Regions from separate parts of the Sus scrofa genome. Here region 2 is linked to region 1. Evidence: chromatin contacts called from public promoter capture Hi-C data. All regions are on one chromosome and are shown on one strand. Each heading gives the region's core, a stretch centred on a gene start, on an enhancer-like site or on the middle of the called end of the contact. The rest is flanking DNA. Distances are from core to core; before and after follow the strand shown.

The links. Promoter capture Hi-C pulls out the DNA fragments that hold promoters and counts their contacts.
Region 2: a contact with region 1 is called in a promoter capture Hi-C map of liver, with 6 times the contacts expected there. The contact joins the enhancer-like site here to the promoter of AKAP7 in region 1. A contact is called at or near these places in 4 of 5 promoter capture datasets (fetal skeletal muscle, liver and skeletal muscle), 24 of 47 Hi-C or Micro-C datasets (adipose tissue, alveolar macrophages, blood and 13 more) and 2 of 2 datasets of contacts at active chromatin or transcription factors (alveolar macrophages and skeletal muscle).

The regions. Positions count from the first base shown.
Region 1 is chr1:32,360,680-32,363,985 of Sscrofa11.1, forward strand. It overlaps AKAP7 (A-kinase anchor protein 7), which reads right to left and starts at 1,474. Exons shown (of 9, transcript XR_002342908.1): 1 at 1,067-1,474.
Region 2 is chr1:32,576,539-32,579,844 of Sscrofa11.1, forward strand. It overlaps EPB41L2 (band 4.1-like protein 2), which reads left to right. Exons shown (of 18, transcript XM_021088293.1): 9 at 519-671; 10 at 1,280-1,377. Among named protein-coding and RNA genes, the nearest start is that of SMLR1, 130 kb to the right of the region's middle. Within about 2 kb of position 1,658, at least 19 of the 83 cell types and tissues checked have an H3K27ac peak or open chromatin away from gene starts, as enhancers often do. A contact at or near this core is called in adipose tissue, alveolar macrophages, liver and 3 more, where this site is marked.

The DNA.
Region 1 (3,306 bases), core at 224-2,723:
TCTGGAGAAATATTGAGCTGGGTGATAATCAACAAGTCACCTGACCTCCATGTTTTGGTTTCCACATCGTTTAAAAAATGAACGAGAAAGAGAACAAAAGTACAATCCAAATCACTATAAATACACAAAATAAGCCAATAATATCCGAAATGAAATGTAAGAAGACAAACAAACATCTTAAAGGCACATCATCAGGATTCGAACGTTGGCCATACACTAAAAGCACTCAAGACACCGGGATGTGAAACCTTTCTCTTTGACAACCCCCTATGCGTTCACTTCGGTAACCGCATCCATCTCAAAACTCCCGCTCTCAGCATCCACCTACAAGGTCTTCGCTTTTCCATTCTCTTAACTCTTGTAAACTATTGTATAACATTTTCACGCCTTTTATACCTTTTTAAGCGTTTATACTACAAAAATCTCACGGAAGAGCACCTTTTCTCTAACCGGTTTGTTGGTCCCTTTCACCAAAAGTTCGGCCTCTAACCCTCGCTCTACCCACAAAGTTCAGTTCACAGGAAATGCTGACTTAAACTAGAAATTAATTCCCGGCCCTACCGCAGATTTGGCGCCAGTTTAAAGGGGTCTTAGAATAAAATCCTAGCAGGAAATCCTAAAAGTGGTGGTTCAGGTCTTTAATTTTGATAAAGTATAAAAGTGGAGTTTTTCTAGGTTTTGCTGGCCACACAAACACTGTCGGTGGGTGTGCGTTGGCATGAACTTTCCGAAAGGTCACAAACTCAGAAAGGAAAACGAAAGCGAAATTTAGGGTGCGAAACTTAGGGTGTTTCAAAGGTGAAACACCCCCGGCCTCTGTGGCAGCAGCAGTGCGTGCACTAACTGAAAGCCTTGCTTGCAGGCACTGATCACACCCCCAGTGCACGGCTTTCTCGAGGCTACACTGAGTCCCGCGCTGAGCCGGGAGAGGAGCCCCGGAGCAGGGCAGGCTCAGGGTCGCGCTGCAAGGTCTGGGGGAGAGACCAAGCCCTCCCCGAGGCCGAGCGGGGCCCACGCCTCCAGGCTCCAGTCGCCCCACCCGGCCCGCTCGGCCGCCCGGGCTCACCGGCTCCGGGGTGCTCCATGGTGGCGGCGCTAGCGGGCGGCAGGCCTCTGCAGCCGGCGACAGCGGCCGGGCGCTGCGGCCAGGGACTGGGCGCGGGGCGGAGGCGGGAGGCGGGGCGGGGCTGGGGGCCGGGCGGCGGCGCGCTGGGGCGGAGCGGGGGGCGGTGGCCGCGGCAGGCGGCGGGGGCTCGGGCCGCGGCGACCAGGCCTGCGGAGGCGCCGAGCCCCCAGATCTTCAATCCCCGCAGGAGCTGCATGCCCAGGCCGCGCGCCCGGAGGGAGTGGAAGGGGCCGACCCGATGTGGCCGCGGTACCCGGATTCCCGCGAGCGAGGGAGGCGGGGGAAGCCGCAACTACTGCGCGAGGGAGAGAAGAGGGCTCCTCTCTGCCCGGCGACGCTCCGCCCCCTCCTTGCCCCGCCCCCGCCGGGGACCTCTAAGGTCTTCCGCTGCGCTCAGTTCTTCCCAGTGCCCGGCCTTTCCTTCCCGTGCGGAGGGGGTGAGATTGGGCCCTTAAAGAAGGAACTCCCTGGTCTGGGTTCTCCTGAGAATCCATGTGTTTGGTTTTGCAAAGAGCTTTCAAAACACAGCGTTCTGCTTATAAAATACTTGGAAAGAGCGAGATGTGCAGGAATGAGACCTTGTCAGTTTGTATAATTAGATCTTTACTTTGCACTAAAGGAAAAAAAAAAAAGCCAAAGTTCCCTTGTGGCGTAGGGGGTTAAGGATCTGACCTTGTTGCAGGTCACATCTGGATCGCTGGTTTGATCCCTGGTGCAGAAACCTCCATGTGCCTGGGGTGCGGCCAAAAGGAAAAAAAAAGCCAAGTTGTAGCAGTGTCTCAAATTTTTAACCCTGGTTTCATGCCTAGAAATTAAATGGAAAGCAGCTATTTGTGGTTGCATATTAAAGGACTGACAACTAGGGGGAAAATTTTACTTAAAAAAAAAAAAAAAGAAACTTTGGGAATTTCCATTGTGGCTTAGCAGGTTAAGAAGACGACATAATTTCCGTGGGAATGGGGGTTCAATCCCTGGCCTCACTCAATGGGTTAAGGATCAGGTGTTGGAGGCAAGCTGTGGCATAGATCTCAGATGCAGCTGGGATCCAGTGTTGCTCTAGAGTATGCCTGCAGCTGCAACTCCATTTCAACCCCCCTGGCCCAGAAGGTTCCATATACTGCAGGTGCTGCCTTAAAAAGAAAAACAAAACCTTTTGATCTTGGATCAGAATTCTACTGGAAGAGTTCCCCTTGTGGCTCAGCAGGTTAAGAACCCCACTAGTATCCATGAGGATTCAGGTTCTACCCATGGCCTCGCTCAGTGGGTTAAGAATCTGGTGTTGCAGTGAGTTGTGGTGTAGGTCACAGATGCAGCTCAGATCCCAGGCTGCTGTGACTGTGGCGTAGGCCTGCAGCTGCAGCTCTGATTAGACCCCTGGCTTGGGAATTTCTATATGCTGCAGGTGCGGCCCTTAAAAGCAAATTCTTCTGGAGTTTTCTAAGTGCAAAGAAGCCAATCAGCAAGGAAAAGTAGATTCATCTTTCAACAAATTAATAGAGACTATCTTGGGAATGATAGCACTTGCCTTATCTTGAATGCATCCTATACTGAACATGGAAGCAAGGACTTGCGCACAACCCCAATAGTTGGCAGAAAGACCCTATACAACTAGTCATAAAGCTCGTTAATCTGGTTGTAAAATAATTCTACCAAGTTGAGTGTTTGGTTGACAGGTTCATTGCAATTATGGGCTGGCTAATTGGAGAAGGACAACAGGTTCCCCTAATGCCTACTACATCCTGGGGTTTTGCAGGTGAGTAAGATGGGTCTTTTTCTTAAGGAGCTGGTCACCTAACAGCAGAGAAAGAAACAGGAGTCATTGCAATAACTAGTCAACTAAAAGCTGCAAAAAGGAAATCCACGGTCAACATTGAAGGGGATCAAAATATGCCACTTTAGCATTAAAGATTATTTTGAACTAGCAGTAATTGAGAAACAACAGACACTCGAGGAATTTTTGCCTGCCTCCTTTCTGCCTAAAAGCAGGGCATAAATTTTATTTTGTGAAGGTGACGTGAATTTCCACTTGTAAAGGCTTTTCCCTCCCTTGGTTCAGAAGAGGAGAATAAATCTCTGCATAACAGACCTTACCTAACAACCCTTATTTACCACACTATTTCCTAGGAAGGCAGAGGCTGTTTTGTTTTTCCAAGTGCACAGTGGTTGTTCAGGGACTACTT
Region 2 (3,306 bases), core at 408-2,907, 220 kb after region 1:
AGCCTAGAAGAGAAATTTTCTGTGAGGGCTTGGTGTTTTGCAGAACATAGGCATTATTTAACAGCCGTGAGCTGGCATGAGCCATGTGCGGTAAATTTGCCTACAGCCAAATGGCTGACCGCACCTTGGGGTGGGCACCCAGACGGTCCCCAGAGGCTGGAATAGCCCTCGGAAAACACGTTTTTATCTCCCATATCTTCAGGACGTCTCAAAGTCTGTTTCCTTTCCTCCCTTTTACCTCTTACAGCCCAATGAGAGCGTATTGCATTAAGCTTTTTGAAGACTATTGTGTCTTGCAGTCAGGTTGCTGCACCTCAAATCCAACCCCTCAAGACGAATGTCTGGATTTAATATATGTCATTCAGATTTCAGATGAATATCTAAATTTGAGACTATTGAAATTTAAATACAGACCTGTGAAATGGCCCTCCTGACTATGATTTGAGGGGGACAGCTGGCTTCCTCTTCTGTATAACTTTCGCAGCTCTAACTGCGGTCAAATGGCTTATGCTTGACAGGACTCGGAAGGCGTGGACATCAAGCTGGGCGTGTGTGCTAACGGGCTCCTCATCTACAAAGACAGACTGAGAATCAATCGTTTTGCTTGGCCGAAAATCTTGAAAATCTCCTATAAGCGCAGTAACTTCTACATTAAAGTTAGGCCAGCGGAGGTAAGCAAGGTGCTCGCACATCTCGTAAGGTTTTGTCAGTGCTCCCCTTTATGGCCCTGAGCTACCGGAGTGCCTTTCATTGAATTTTAAGAAAATGAACTATTTATTCTTTCAGGGTTAAAAAAAAAAAATTCAGGGTTTTTGATGATAAACTTGCATATGTATATGTATGTATATGTACGTGTATATATGTGTATATTTATATATAATACACACACACACACATATATAGTTGTTCATTAAAAACAAGCCACAGTCACAATTTCACAGAAAAGAAGAATTGGTAAGTGCCTGCTTCATCGTGGGGGCTTGTTTTTCTTTTCCTTTTGAACCAGCTAATGGTGGAGATCAATAGGGAGGTGGTAGAATGAGTTTCAGTGGACCTTGAAGGGTAGCTGGTTTATGTCAGTAGTCCATCCTTGCTTTTCAGAGACGCTAGTATTGCAGTCTGCGAAAAGTCCATTTTGTGTCATCGTGTTAGCTATACTCATAATGACCGTTTTCAAGAACAGTCACTTCTTAGTAAAATCTCTGATTCTGTGTTTTTCGGTAGCTTCTAATCAATTCTTAAGGAAATGTGCTGATTTGTTATACGGCTTTTTTTCCAGCTGGAACAGTTTGAGAGCACTATTGGATTTAAACTGCCCAACCATCGGGCAGCGAAAAGATTATGGAAAGTGTGCGTGGAACATCATACTTTCTACAGGTAATTTGGGGAAAACAGCGTGGGATTCCTGAGAGCAACCATCCGTACCCTCTAGATCCTAGGAGGTGGCATTGGGTGGGGTGGCAGACACAGCCACATCCTGCTTTATGTTCTGCTCTCCCCAGTGTCAGATCTCCTTTGTCTGCAGTTCATTTGTGTGTCTCTTTCTGTCGTCTGGCCATGCTCATCGTTGCTTCGAACTGATCTGTGTCTGCAGTGGTCCAAAACTCCACCTCCACCCTCTCCCACCCCATTCTTCCCACCACCACTCACTTTCTGTTTCACTTGGTTTCTCTATCAACTTGCCCCGCCCCTTTGCTGCTTTGTCAAAAGTGTTTTAACCCCCTCAACCCCTGTCCTTTTTGCATGTCAGCCTGCCAGCCTGCTCATCCTGGATTAGTTCTGTGTCCTGACCTCCCCAGGGGATTTGCTTTCTTGTATTTTCTCAGTGCTTTTTTTTGTTGTTGTTGTGGATGGTGTGTAAACAAGATTAATGTGAGATTCTTCTAGCTTGATATGTACTGCCAGTTAAACTTGGCGTTGTAAATCCAGAGTAATCCCAAGTGAATTAGTGTCATCAGCTGCTTTCTAGGGAGCTTTATGGAAACTCATGGCACTTGTTAAATATTTGATTGACTTTGGTAATTGATCTGTGGGTTTTCTTTCAATGTTCTTTTGTTTTCTATAGATAAACATTAATTATATGTGATTTATAATGGCAGGGGTTTTTGTAAAATTAAAATGTTAATAAACCTACTTCTTAAGCAGTAAAATACGTAAAAGCTGAATTCCTTTGTGACACATCATTACTTAGATCATCTTGCTTGAGGCCTTTAATCCTCTGTGATAATTAGTCCCTATTGTGGCTTTTAAATTCCTCAAAGTGGAATGATAGATGCCTTGTGGTAATTTGGATGTTATTCTCTGAACATAGGGTCTGATGTGGAAAATAAAAATAATATCAAATGGAAATAATTGTTGCATGATCTTGAAGTGATAGTACTGAAATGTTTGCTGCTTGGCCTCTATTGCCTTATAAAAATGTATTCATATTGCCATTGACTTAAACTGCCAAAAAAATTCTTTTAGAGATCGCTTATATATGTTGATGTTCAATCCTTTTTGGTCTTGCTATCTGTTTCTATTTAATTGTAGCTTAATTGCTTAAGGATTTCTTTGTGATCAGAAAAGTATAATCTGCAAGCTAATATTTTGTGTATGTGGTCACCAGTGCCAGTTGGGCAAGAAAGTACTTTATCGCCATTTAACATAAAAAAAAAAATCATCTGGTTAGTGACGTTCCTTCTTTTGCATTATGACTTATATCTGCCTTTAAAATATTTTCTTTGTGTTTCTTGGATTTATATTTTTTGTAAACTGGAAATAAGAGAAAATCCTCATGGAGCTGCTCATCCTGGGAAGATATGGCCTTCGGTTGAAATACAGACAACTGAAGCAAACCTACAGAAGGATGCCAGATGCCCCCATATCGCTCTCTTCTTTGCCTCTAGTCTTTTTTTTTTTTTTCTTTTTAAATAATTTTATTCTGGTGAGATCACTTAACAAATTTTAAGTATACAGTGTTTTCTTACTTATAGGGGCAGTGCTATATAGCAGATCCCTAGAGCTTATTCATCTTATGTAATTGATACTTTATGTCCCTTCCCTCCAGCCCATGGTCTGGAGCCACCATTCCAGTCTTGGATTCTGTGAATTTGGCTATATTAGATACCTTATATATAGAATTATGTAGTACCTATCTTTTTCTGTCTGGCTGCTTTCACTCAGCATAATGTCCACCCCAGTTGTTGCACATTGCAAATATCTTTCTTTTTAAAAGGCTGAATGGTATTCCGCTGTATTTATAGCCCGTATTTTCTTTACCCACTCATCTGTCAATGGATGTTTAGGTCATTTCTACATCTTAGT